Linked DNA regions of Mus musculus: region 1 is linked to region 2. The links are chromatin contacts, called in public Hi-C maps. All regions are on one chromosome and are shown on one strand. The core of a region is the stretch at or near the end of the contact, and the rest is flanking DNA. Distances in the headings are between cores, read along the strand shown. Region 1 overlaps 0610006L08Rik (a long non-coding RNA gene). Region 2 overlaps Slco3a1 (solute carrier organic anion transporter family, member 3a1).

Evidence for each region. Hi-C and Micro-C count contacts between places; a contact is called where the count stands out from the background.
Region 1: a Hi-C map of adipose-derived mesenchymal stem cells shows a contact between it and region 2, with 2.1 times the contacts expected there. The contact joins two enhancer-like sites. A contact is called at or near these places in 5 of 484 Hi-C or Micro-C datasets (CD4 T cells, adipose-derived mesenchymal stem cells, bone marrow-derived macrophages and 2 more) and 3 of 115 datasets of contacts at active chromatin or transcription factors (cardiomyocytes, fibro-adipogenic progenitors and kidney).

What each region holds. Positions count from the first base shown.
Region 1 is chr7:74,834,017-74,840,103 of GRCm38.p6, forward strand. All of the region lies in intron 2 of 0610006L08Rik (a long non-coding RNA gene), which reads right to left. Among named protein-coding and RNA genes, the nearest start is that of 0610006L08Rik, 17 kb to the right of the region's middle. Within about 2 kb of position 3,590, at least 7 of the 459 cell types and tissues checked have an H3K27ac peak or open chromatin away from gene starts, as enhancers often do. A contact at or near this core is called in adipose-derived mesenchymal stem cells, where this site is marked.
Region 2 is chr7:74,373,124-74,379,093 of GRCm38.p6, forward strand. All of the region lies in intron 2 of Slco3a1 (solute carrier organic anion transporter family, member 3a1), which reads right to left. Among named protein-coding and RNA genes, the nearest start is that of Slco3a1, 180 kb to the right of the region's middle. Within about 2 kb of position 3,753, at least 80 of the 459 cell types and tissues checked have an H3K27ac peak or open chromatin away from gene starts, as enhancers often do. A contact at or near this core is called in adipose-derived mesenchymal stem cells, where this site is marked.

The sequences.
Region 1 (6,087 bases), core at 2,340-4,839, 460 kb after region 2:
GCTTGTTCCTCTCATGATTCTGTTAACCTCTACCAGCAGACCTGGGAGACTAGCTCTCTCCTCTGAGTTTCAGTGGTCTGAGCACTCTCTGCAGGCAAGCTCTCCTCTTGTAGGGAAGGTGCACAGATATCTGGTGTTCTGACCTGCCTCCTAGCAGTAGATGAAGGCCTGAAACAGGGCCTGTCCCAGAAGCTGTTAGCTTCTGTAGTCCACACTCTCACCTGCGCAGACTAGTCTCGAAGGGATCCGGGAACCAAACTGGCTTCCCCAGGTGCTCTGGCAAAGCCCTCCTGTGCAGGGAGGACATCTGTCCTCTGGCAGGGAAGGTTCCTGGATGTCTGGAGCCTGAAACGGGGTCTGCCTCAGAAGCTGTCCCCTAGGGACACCTTGGGGGTGTCCTCCCACTCCTCACCCAGGTGACCCGGTGCTGGTGCTGACCTGAAGGGACTTGTGACCCTGGTCAGGCCGGGTTTACTGCTTCCCTAATGCTGTCTCAGCTCCTACAAGATTGGAATGGAACAGAAGTTGTGTTCCACTCACCGGTGGTCACAAGATTACGTGGAGAGTCCTCTAGGGACCTTGGGGTGTCCACCGACTCTGCACCCAAGGTGACCTGGTGCTGGTGCTGACCGGAAGGGACTCGTGACCCTGGTCTGGCCAGTTTTTTTGCTTCTCTAATGCTGGTCCCGCATGATTGGATTGGAACAGAAGATGTGTTCCACTCACCTGTGGTCGTAAGATTGTGTGGAGAGTCCTCTAGGGACCTGGGGGGGGGGGGTCCACCGACTCCGTGCCCAAGGTGCTTCCCTAATGCAGTCTCAGGTCCTGCGCAATTGGAATGGAACAGAAGTTGTGTTCCACTCACTGGTCAGTCCACCCATCTTTAATTCCCTGAAGTTCCAAATCCTCAAACTTCATTTAGATATGTGTCTAACTTCTATAGACACTCCCTTAGAGGCTCAGTTTTAGAATGAGACTTCACATGGATAAATGTGTGGACCACTTAGAAATGTTTTTCTCACATACTATGGTATGGTGTTGCCAAGAGCTCGTGGTTGAGGCAAGGTACAATTTTGAAATATTCTGACCTTACGGATGAGAAAATTGCACAGCAAAAACACAACAGAATTTAGCTATTCTGAAATTGAGAACACTGCTAGATAAGTTATTGCATTGAATGAAATAATATCTATGAGTAATAGCATTTAAATAGTTTTGTAGTTGAGTATATTTTGTTTCTTGTGAGTGGGAGGAGTATTTCAATGAAGGAATTATTTATCAAGAGACAAAGTTTTTTAAAAATCTCCCAAATTGAACTTCCTTGGATAAATTAGCTAGAGCTGGCATGCAATTCAGGATTGAAAACAAAAAGACCAAAGGAGACAAGCGATCCCTTGGGGTGGGGTGAGGTTAGCTGATGTACCATAAGAAAGGAGAACATTTGACAGTCCCTTCAACCCTGCCTAAGAACTGTGGTTTCTGCTCTCTGTTTAGCTCTTCTGCATAGCTGTTTGTTTATGCTACTAAAGGAATCCAGTATCTCATAGCAGCCATTGTTGTAAAACTGTCAGGAACTCTTCTACCCCAGTGGATTAGCCTAACTCTAAACATTCATCTTTTTTAGCGAACCGGTATCACCAAAACATATATAATTTTTATATATACAAATAAAAAAATGAATGTCTGGGCAAGTACGAAACAACATCTGTGTATAAATTTTTACTTTGCTTCTATCTTCCTAGTAATTCCATCTTCTAGAAATATAGCAATGCACACACCGGTGGCTGGCTGGGTGGACTTTCTTTATGCTTTTTTTCAGTTGTCTAAGTGTATCCTTGTACATGTCTAGTAGTTGGTATCATATTGGAATGACAGCATGTACACTTGACTATTTTTCTATTTTGTAATTTTTTTATTTTATAGATATGAGTATTTTGCCTGCATGTATATATGCGTACCAAATGAGTGCTTAGTGCCCACAAAGGTCAGAAGAGGGCATCAGATTCCCTGGAACTGGAGCTACACCACGGGAATTCTGAGAATTAATCCTGGGTCCTCTGAAAGAACAGCAAATGAATGTACAACTGCCCCTTCCTCTGTAGACAGTCTCTTTCCCCTAAAATCCTACACAACAGGGAAGGACTGCTCCGTTCAACATCCCTCCACTGGTTCTCACAGCGATTGATTCGATGACTGGTCAGTCTGAATCTGGTCCCAAGTTTTGCCTAAGTTCTTTGTTGTTGTTGTTGGGTTTTGTTTTGTTTTGTTTTGTTTTTGAAAGTGCCCTTCCTTTTATTTATTGTTTTATTTATTTGAATTACAAATATTCCCCACTTCCAAGTCCCCCCTCCAAGAGTTCTTCATGCCATCCTCCCTCCTCTTTTCCTCTGAAAGGGTGCTCCACACCCCATACACCCACACCCCAAGCTCACTCTGTCTTGCATTCCTCTTCCCTTACTAAATAGATTCACTTACTCAGATCCATCTTAAGCCCTAAAAATAGATTTGTGCATTTAAGTGTGTGTGTGTGTTTATTTAAAAGGGGCCTGAAGAGATGGATCAGTGGCTATTCTTCCAGAAGTTCTGAGACCAGTTCAATTCCCAGCAGCCACATGGTGGCTTATAACCACCTGTAATGGGATCTGATGGCCTCTTCTGTCTGATACTGTCTTCTGTCATGAAGGTATACATGCAAATAGCTTGGACATATACATAAATAAATAAATAAATAAATAAATAAATAAATATTTAAAACAGAAACAAATATGTAAAAGGAAAAGTTGGAACTCTAACTGAATAGAACTGTTTCATAAGCAAAGCTCTGTGGAAGTGGCCACAGAAGGTAACAAGGTCACCTGGAGACTGTCTCACAAGGCACTTAAGTTTTATGCAAATGCCATTTTCATGTTGGTTCTTATAAATAAATGCTTCCAGGCAAACCAAAAACATTCATGTTATTAGATTCCAGAGGCAACTGAGTGTTGGTGTTATCAAAGGTAATTTGCATATACAATTTGCATGCTATTTTGCAACCTTTCTGATTTAATGATTCATTAGAAATGATCAAATTATCCTGTTACTGGAACTGTTGAAAATAAATACAGTGACCCATTTTTTTTCTATTATCATTTGGCTTTGGAATATACACCTGTGCTGCATTATCTTTGAAGCTAAAACAAAGACATTTGCCATTAACTGTCTGTGGGAGGATAACAATTGCTCAGAAGTTTTTTAACACACACAAGTTAGATGTGTACACAAGCTGATTCCCAAACATTTACAAGAGCTATGTGAGTGTCTCTGATTTTCAGACTAAATTTGATTTTCTGGAGTAAATATGAAATTTTGATGCTGCTTTTTTTCCTCTTATTTTGCATGTTACCTGAAAGAGGATGTTGTCTCAAACCCTAAACCCCGAGGCAGCTGACTCCCCTTTCCCTCCTAGCCCAATATTTAGTCTTCCATTAGCGTCTAAACCATGGTTACCTTTAGTAAAATAAAGCCTTTTAGAGCCACTCCTCTGGTCGCACCCATCTGCTCATTCCTTCCTTTAAAAGCCCTTTCCTCCCAGTTGTATGAAGTTATCAGGTCTCCATGTTCATAATCAGCCTGTTGCCATGGGGAATGCTGAGTGCTGGGTGCCATCAGGGATGGTGAGTGAGGCTTCAAAATATTTTGAACCAAGCAAGATTGTTATTTCCTGAAAGCCAACTCAAGACAAACTGGAAAAATTACAATAGTTTTTCAGTCATTTGTTCAGAGTGAGATCATAGCCTTGGGGATTGAGCACTTGATTATAAAGAACTCTGAGGTCTTTGTCGGCATCATGCCTGCACTCAATTCCTGGGGCCCATAACAAACCACCAAGAACATACCAGTTTTAAACCACAGGCATTTATTATCTCCAAACTCTAGAGAACAGAAACCAGAAGACTATAAAGAAAAATGCATGCCTTGCCTCTCCTCTGTCTGGTGGGCCTGGGTGTTGGTTGGCTTGTGGCTTGGACACTTTGACCTCTACCTCCCTTTTCCTGTGGCCTTCTCTTACACTACAAACCTTCCCTCTGCTCTTCCGACAAGGACACTGATCGTTGAATTTGAGGCCTATCCAAATATGTTGAGTTGACTCTTACCTCAAGACCTTTCTTTCAATCCCATCAGTAAAGATTCTTTCTTCAAACAGTCATACTCATACATTTGGGGTAGATCTAAATTGCAGTGTAAACCACTCAACCTACCACACACCTTCATAGTGTTTCATCTTAAAACACCAAACACTTTACAAGCTGACCTATATCAATGAGGTTTTACATAATTAGGTCCTCTATGGCAGTTATAACTATCCTGAGGTGTGATTCACTGGAGGCTCCTTTCATCTCCTCACTCTCTGCTTTTATGATACAATGAAAACAAGACCCTGACCCAATTCTGGTGCAGACAAACACTATTAACACACTGAACCACAGCATTGCTCCATGGCTCTGTAATTCAATGAGTTGCCCATTGTTTGTGCTTTGGGATCTTTATTCAGCCACAGAAAAAAAGCCACAGAATATAACAATATTTCAGGGCCAGGTTGCTGGTTGTCTTCTTGCCATGGTTTGTGTCCTCCCAGCCAAGAACCTTTGTGGCAGGAGGCTTGATTCCCATGGTGACCCTATTAGGAGATGGTAGAACCTGGAATAGGTGGAGCCCAGTTAAACGCCATTAGATCACTAAGGATGAGAGAGTTTTTAAGTTCAAGCAACCATTTGCTAAATCTCATCTTATAATAGGTATAAAAGAGGTTCTTTCTTTAACTCACTAACTTACATATGGCCATTCCCTCCTTCAAGTGCTGCACTATAAAGTTCTACCAAGGGCAAGCTTGGCCATATAACCCACAATATACCATGCTACACTTTCAGCCTCCCAGACTGAAAGCTAGTAAACCTCTTTCTCATAACATTAGCCTTGGGTATATAAGTAATGACAACTAGACTAATATACTTCTATTTTATAATTTTTCAGATTAGAGTTTATAGATAATCAGTGTGCTATAAAATAAAGTTGGGATGTTTGGCCAGCAACTTATAAAAGAAAGATATAGTAGAATTGAATTGAATTGAATTGAATTGAATTGAATTGAATTGAAAATATACAAGATAAGTTAAGACTCAGCAGAAAACAAAACACCTATCCCATGTTTGTGTGTGTATGTGCTGTTTTTGTGGAGTGTGTGAGATGTGTGTGTGTATCTCTCTGTGTGTAACTGTGTGTATTCATTAGGTCAGGAAATGATGTTGCAGACTATATTTTAATACTATAATATAAAAAAAATCAAGCCGAAACAAGAAATCCATCTTAAGTGAGAGGGGGTTGTGGGCACAGAATATAATTGGTCCTTTTACCTAAGACAACACTCCTGCATCCTAAGCAGATGCAGGCTGGTGGGCACCCTTGTGACCCACAGATGCAATGGAAGCTGCTTCTGTGTAATTATTTCTAGGCAATTTCACACAGTCATTCATCTCATCAATTAAAAAAAAAAACATTTTAACATCATTTCACCCCAATCAGCAAATGTTCTAAAGATAGTCAAAGACTTACAATAGTTTCCCCTTGAAGATGGATTTCTGATTTCATTTATTAAAATACAAATTACCACTGATTATATACTCTTGATTAAAGCATTTTTAACTATTAGCCAACTCTAAAGTATAAACAAAACAAAGAAAGTTCTGCCCTGTGTGCTGAATGTGTATGTGTGACTGTGTGTGTTGGGGGTGGGGAGTGTTTGCATGTGAATATGCAAGTGTGCATAACTTCCTCTCATTTCTGTGATAAAACTCTGATTACAAAGGTTGTGGAGGAGCCGGGCTTGGTGGCACACACCTTTAATCCTAGCACTTGGGAGGCAGAGGCAGGCAGATTTCTGAGTTCGAGGCCAGTCTGGTCTACAGAGTGAGTTCCAGGACAGCCAGGGCTACACAGAGAAACCCTGTCTCGAAAAACAAAATTAAAAAAAACAAAAAGGTGTGGAGGAACTGGTTTATTCCATTATACTTCCAGGTCAAGATCCAGTGTTGAAGAAAAATCAGGGCTCAT
Region 2 (5,970 bases), core at 2,503-5,002:
TGCTTGATCTAGTTACGACAAGGCAGATGACCAGACACTTTGGATACACGTGAATAGAGTGTCCAAAGGCTACTGAATGCCTCACTACCAGGCATGTTCTAGGGGAGGCCATGGGTCAGGAAGTTGGCTGCACAGGACACCTGGCAGACCTTTGGACCACACAATGTTCCCTTGACAGTGGGCAGGTGTCTCCAGGGCCCACCTGGGAACATAACAGGAGTGGGAATTCCCATACAAGCCTCCTTACGTTAAAAAACCACGTCAGACTCTGCTTGGAGACAGGAAGCGGGGAGCTGGTTGTACAAAACTGTCTGGCTCTCATACAGGACTCTGTGGGTTTGTGGGTGCCTCCCATCTCAAAGTCCAGGCAGGCAGCAATCACAGCCTCTTGTTATTTTTGATTTTAAGAAGAAGAATGGCTAGAAAGCTTTGGTGTTCAACAGGTTGCCTACAATGAAATTCTTAAAGTCTAGAGCAATGGCTCTCAGCCAGGGGTGACTTGGTTCCCAGACATTCAGTTAAACCTGGAACAAAGAGCCTTGATTATGTTCTAGGTTTGTTGATCTTATTTCAACCTCTCTCACACACATAGAGTGGCACAGACAACATTTTATTTTTCTTAGACATAAATGCCATACTGTCGTACCCAAGCTCACCACTCTCACTTGCCCTGGCCCATTTCCTAGCCTAGGACTTCAATTCGAAGCCTCCCAAACCTCCCCTTCAAAGCTTGAGTTTCATACAGGAATCCTTGAAGCTGAGGCTCCCAAGCAGGGGGTGGGGAGAAGGAGTTGAATGAATGGATACAGCTGAAGGAGCTGATATCTTTTCATGTATAATCATGTTAGGAATCTGAAGGTCAGATTATCATGGGTTAACCCATTCAGCCCTAGGATCCAAGAATCCTTCATATAGAATCAAAGAAGAGACAGAAGGAGAAAAAGAGACATTCTGGAAGCATCCACAAATCAAGAATGCCTGAACTTATCTAAATCCAATGTGTATAGAAAGTTCTCCCTTGGAGGGAATGGGTCCTGTTGCCATGACTTTAGGTTTCTTCTGGTCTTTAGACACATGAGATAATGAATTTCTATTGCTCCAAGTTACTATGGTAACTTGTGACACGCTCAATCTATACTGCATCATCTATATCTGTATCTATCTATATTTCTATATCCACATATCTTTTTACGTATCAATATTTATCATCTATCTATCTATCTATCTATCTATCTATCTATCTATCTATCTATTGTCTGTCTGTCCGTCTGTCTATCCACCCTTTTGTAGTCCATCCACCCATCTCATCCACCCATCCAATGCTGAAATTTGGAGGCCATCATCCTCACTGGTTTCACTCTCAGGTCTTCCATTTACTTATATCCAGTACAGAGGCACAAAAAAGTTATTGTTAACCAAGCTGGAGTAAACAATGATAAATCACCTTCTAAGAATATAATTGAAAATCTAGTGAAGGAACAACAAAGACCAAGACAAAACAAACCATCCTTGTGTTGGATAACATCTACTATCAACCTGATAGAACCTAGAATCACCGTGGGCTCCTGCCTCTGGGCAAGTCTGTCTGTGGAGAAGTTTCCAGATTGAGTTAATTGAATTGACAAGATCCACCCTATGAGCAGCACTATCTCATTGGCTGGAGTCCTGGACCAGCTAAAAAGGAGGAAATGAGCTGAGGACCAGCGGCCATGGTGTTCTGCTTCTGGTCTGTGAGCACTGTGTAGCAAGTTGCCCCATGTTCCCACTATCATGCCTTCCCTGCAGTGATGAACTGGACCTTCTAACTACGAGCAGCAGGAACCCCTTCTTCCTTAAGCTGCTTTGGTTAGGGCATTTTGTCATAGCATCAAGACAAGCTACTGACTAACACCTAATAGAGGTGGCTATACTATTTAGGATTGGTGTTCCTCGTTTCTCTCAAAACACTTTTATTTTGCACTATTCTAAAACCTTTTGAAGCTTACCAGTGAACTGAAAAGCTATCAGAATTCAGGAAGAAAACTGAGGAGTACTTGCCCTGCCCTCTGGCTCAGCCAATTTGTACAGGGGCGGGGGGGGGGTGCGGGGGGGGGGGGAAGAGCGGCTGTCGTAAGTAAGAGCTGGCTTGTGTCCCTAACTTACCCTGGCAGTTGAAAAAAAAAGAAAGAGCCTCCTGGTTCCCAAGCATGTTACTCAGTAGGAGGGGTCAAAGTGCATCACACTCAGTCCCCAAATCACACCCGAGATACATTCATATGCCAGGAAAGAGGCACCGGTACAGGCTCGGCTTCTGAAGCCAGATGGGAAAAGTGACAGATTCTCAGAACTCACAACTGAAACATTAGGGCCAAAACAGAACCCATAGGCAGCCAAGGAATAGTCACAGCGACCCTCAACGCCACCCTAGACACTTCCATCAGGATGGCTACTTGGAGCCGCCATTTAGCCTGTGTAACCTCACACCACGGGGCATTTTTCTGAGCTACAGAGATGTACAGCACTTTACTGCCACACTCTGCCTCTGACTTGTGTTTTGTTAAAGGCTAAAGGGGGTGTGTAAGTGCCTTTACTTCGCCAGTTCCAAAGTCCTCCGCCCTGTCCTCTGAATCCCTTCCAACTGAGAGGACTCTGTGTTCCCTCTTCTGTAGCCCAGAAGACTGGGAGATGCCCCAAGATCAGAGCTACTCCACCTATGTCTCACACCCCAGGGATGGGGCAAAGGGCCTGGGACAGACAAGAGCATTAGGGTTGGGCTGTTTTTCTCTCTTCCATCTCTATGAATACCAGGTCCTCCAGGTCCCGCTCAGTCTAACACACTGATTGCAATGGCCCCCTGCCTTAAGCTCATCTTTCACCTCAGTAGTCCCCCAGCTTGCTTGTTCCTTTCCACAGTTCTTAGCCAGTTCCCAGAAAATGGTTTAGAAGTGTTGGATGCCTAACTCCCAGATTTCTGTGTTGGCCCTCTCTGAGTAGGGAGGTGAGTTCTCAGAGAGCAGAGCTCCATGTGTGGGCAGACTGGGAGGGACCCTAACCCTAATCAGCACAGACTACATAGTGAATGTCTAGATACCCATCCCTATCCATAGCCAACATCAATGGGTGCTCACTGTCCTATCACTTTCCCCTGCTCCTCTTATCCTGTGGAATATTGGTGCCCATCCCAGACATCATTTCAGCTGTAAATACTGCAGGATGCCCTGTTTACAGGAAAGACACACTGATGCTCTCATGCCCTGACACCTAATGTTAATTCTGAATGGTTGCTTAGCTTTCATGGCCTTAACTTACTGTATCCCGAAACAGTGGTGGGAGTTACCACCAAAACTCCCTTTGCAGACCACTAAGCCAAGGAAAGCCAGTGGTGTGATAATTCTGGTTTTGTGAATCAAAGGCCATGTGATCTTTCCACTCTGCCTTCACCTCGCTGGGGGCAGAGGATGACACGCTTGGAGAGCAGCTGGCTCTGAATGAGCCTCATGCCCACACAGCACAATGTCTTGAGTCTTCACTGTACTCTGCCCTTCTTGAATCTGAGCAAGAATCCACCCTATTTGGCTGCTTTTAGCATTCTTTACTTTTCTTACTTTAACAGTATAAAGTTATAGCTCTAGTCACGTTAACGACTTCTGGCTTTATTTGCAGTCTTTGGGGAGAGAGGCAGGAAAAGACACGACAGATTTCTGTGTGGATTCTCCAGCACAGTCGCTCCGGGGAGGGCATTCCCCAATGATTCATAGTGACTCATTCATAACTTCCCCAGCAGATCTCAGCAGCGAAGGCAAACGCAAAGGAATTTTCATGGTTGAGGGATGCCTCTTCCCCTAGCCGGCTGGGCTCCTACCCTGGAGTCCCTTTAACCTGGAGCCTTTCATCTAGGTGTGGATGTTGATGGGGAAGCATCGGAACTGAGAACTGGGTCTTGCAGGATCACTAGACAGATCTGTATGCATGGGATAACACTGCTCTCACAAAACAAAATTGTGAGTGCCAATGACTTCTTCCTCAGATATTGCAGTACAGCATCGATCGAAGGACAGGGGAGATGACCCCTCACTGAGAACCACAGAGTCTCCGCCCTCTGTATGCACCAGTTCTCAAACTGTTATCACATTGCATCAAAAATACCTGCATGTACATCTGGGTTAGTTTCCTTAGGTCAGGACCTCTGAGCCCCAGCTATCAAAAGCTAAGTAATTCCTGGATTGGGTAGGATGCTGTCCTGGGTATTTCAGGTACTTAGGTGGACTCTCTTCCTGAAGCCCTGATAACCCAAACTGCCCAGAGGTTTCCCGTTATCCCTAGGCGGGTAGAAATGTCCCTGAGGGAAAACCCCTGATTCAGCGCATAGACTCGGTAATCTGTGACCTCTGCAATAACTGTGTTTCAATAATACCCAGTAGGATTGACTCTGAGTATAAGTCTTAAAGTAAGGGTTGGATTCCAAGGAACTGCCATGCGAAGCAGGTTGGAGATACAGTGCGATACAGATGGGACAGGTGAGGCTCAGAAGGTTCTGGGTCTTCTCAGCTACACAGTTAGGAGGGACGTGGCGAGTAAGTGTAGATACACTACGTCCAAACCCTAATGAGGGGAAGGCAGAGAATAGGGAACTCAAAGGAGGCTCTGGATCCTCCAGCTTTCTAGCTCCGACAGCCAAGGAACAGGGCAGATGATGCCACACAGACAGAACATTCTAAGCGCCTGCAGCTGTTAATTATAGAGGAGCGTGTTCTGAGACATGCTTCAGTCTGGATGGAGCCTCTGCGCTGACTGCAAACTGCCTGGAGCCTTGTGATCCGACCGAGCGTGGGGAGCGGCGGAGTCAACTCTTAAAAGCCTTCTCCAGTCCTTAAACTAGAGAATTAATGATAAGTGATCATAATTTGAACCACACGTACAACGTGGGGTGGCCAGACAAGGCTCAGAGCCCCAGTGCAATTGGTTTGTGAATGAGTTTAGTTCCAAGGCTTAAACACTATCTTAATTAGGTTTGGAGCTCACTTCCCTTTTTCTGAACAGGAAAACAGAATGGAGTAAGTAGCGCCGTAAGCAGTAAGTAGTAGATTCATATTTGAAGGTTGGGTGGGAGACGGATTGGGATTCCCATGGTTTGTGATAGGTACCCAGTTTGCTGAACAGCAAAGGTCTAATTCTAACTCCCTGAGGGCTTTGTTTTTTTTTTTCTTTCAGCATCATGCTACTGTAGCCGAAGACATCAGCTTCCCACATCTGTAACTCAAATACACTCACCCATCTGAGCGTGCACAGCAGTGTTGTTAGCAGGCAGCCTGGGGGTGGATAGTTAGGGCCAGAGTGTTACCATGCCATGACTGCTTCAGCTCTCCTGAAATCCCCGGGAGAAACCTTAACCCTCAAGATGAGGATGTTTAGAGACAACTAGATCGTATGGACAGAACCCTTAGAATGAAATTAGTCACCTTATATACGATACCTAGGAGGTTTTCCCACTTTGCCTGCCCTGTTAGGATACAGCAAGATGTTCATCTAGGAGCCAAAAAGTAGCCTCTTGTCTGGATACTTTACTAAGGCTTTGATCCTGGATATCCAGTCCCCGGAACTACAAAAATAAAATGACATATCTGTTTGGCAGTCTATGGTTTCTGTAATGAACATAAAAGTTCAGTGCAAGTATAGGTTACCAGTCCTTGAGTTGTTGGTCAGAGGTGTCCTGGAGACCCTCCAAATAGTACAGGCTATTGCCATTGTTCCCAATTCCTCACCAGAACTTGGTGGTAAGACCCTACTGCAGATGATACCATGCATATATGTCGCATCATAGAGAGACATTGAGATGGTACTGATCAGGAAGCATTTTCCTGGCTGGCTAGCTTTATATTACTGGCAAACCTTATGCAGGCTGTTACAGAGAAAGTCATCAGTATTATTACCCAGTGGTAAGGCCATGTGAACTGCAATATGACCACTAGGGAAAGACACTTCCAGGAATGC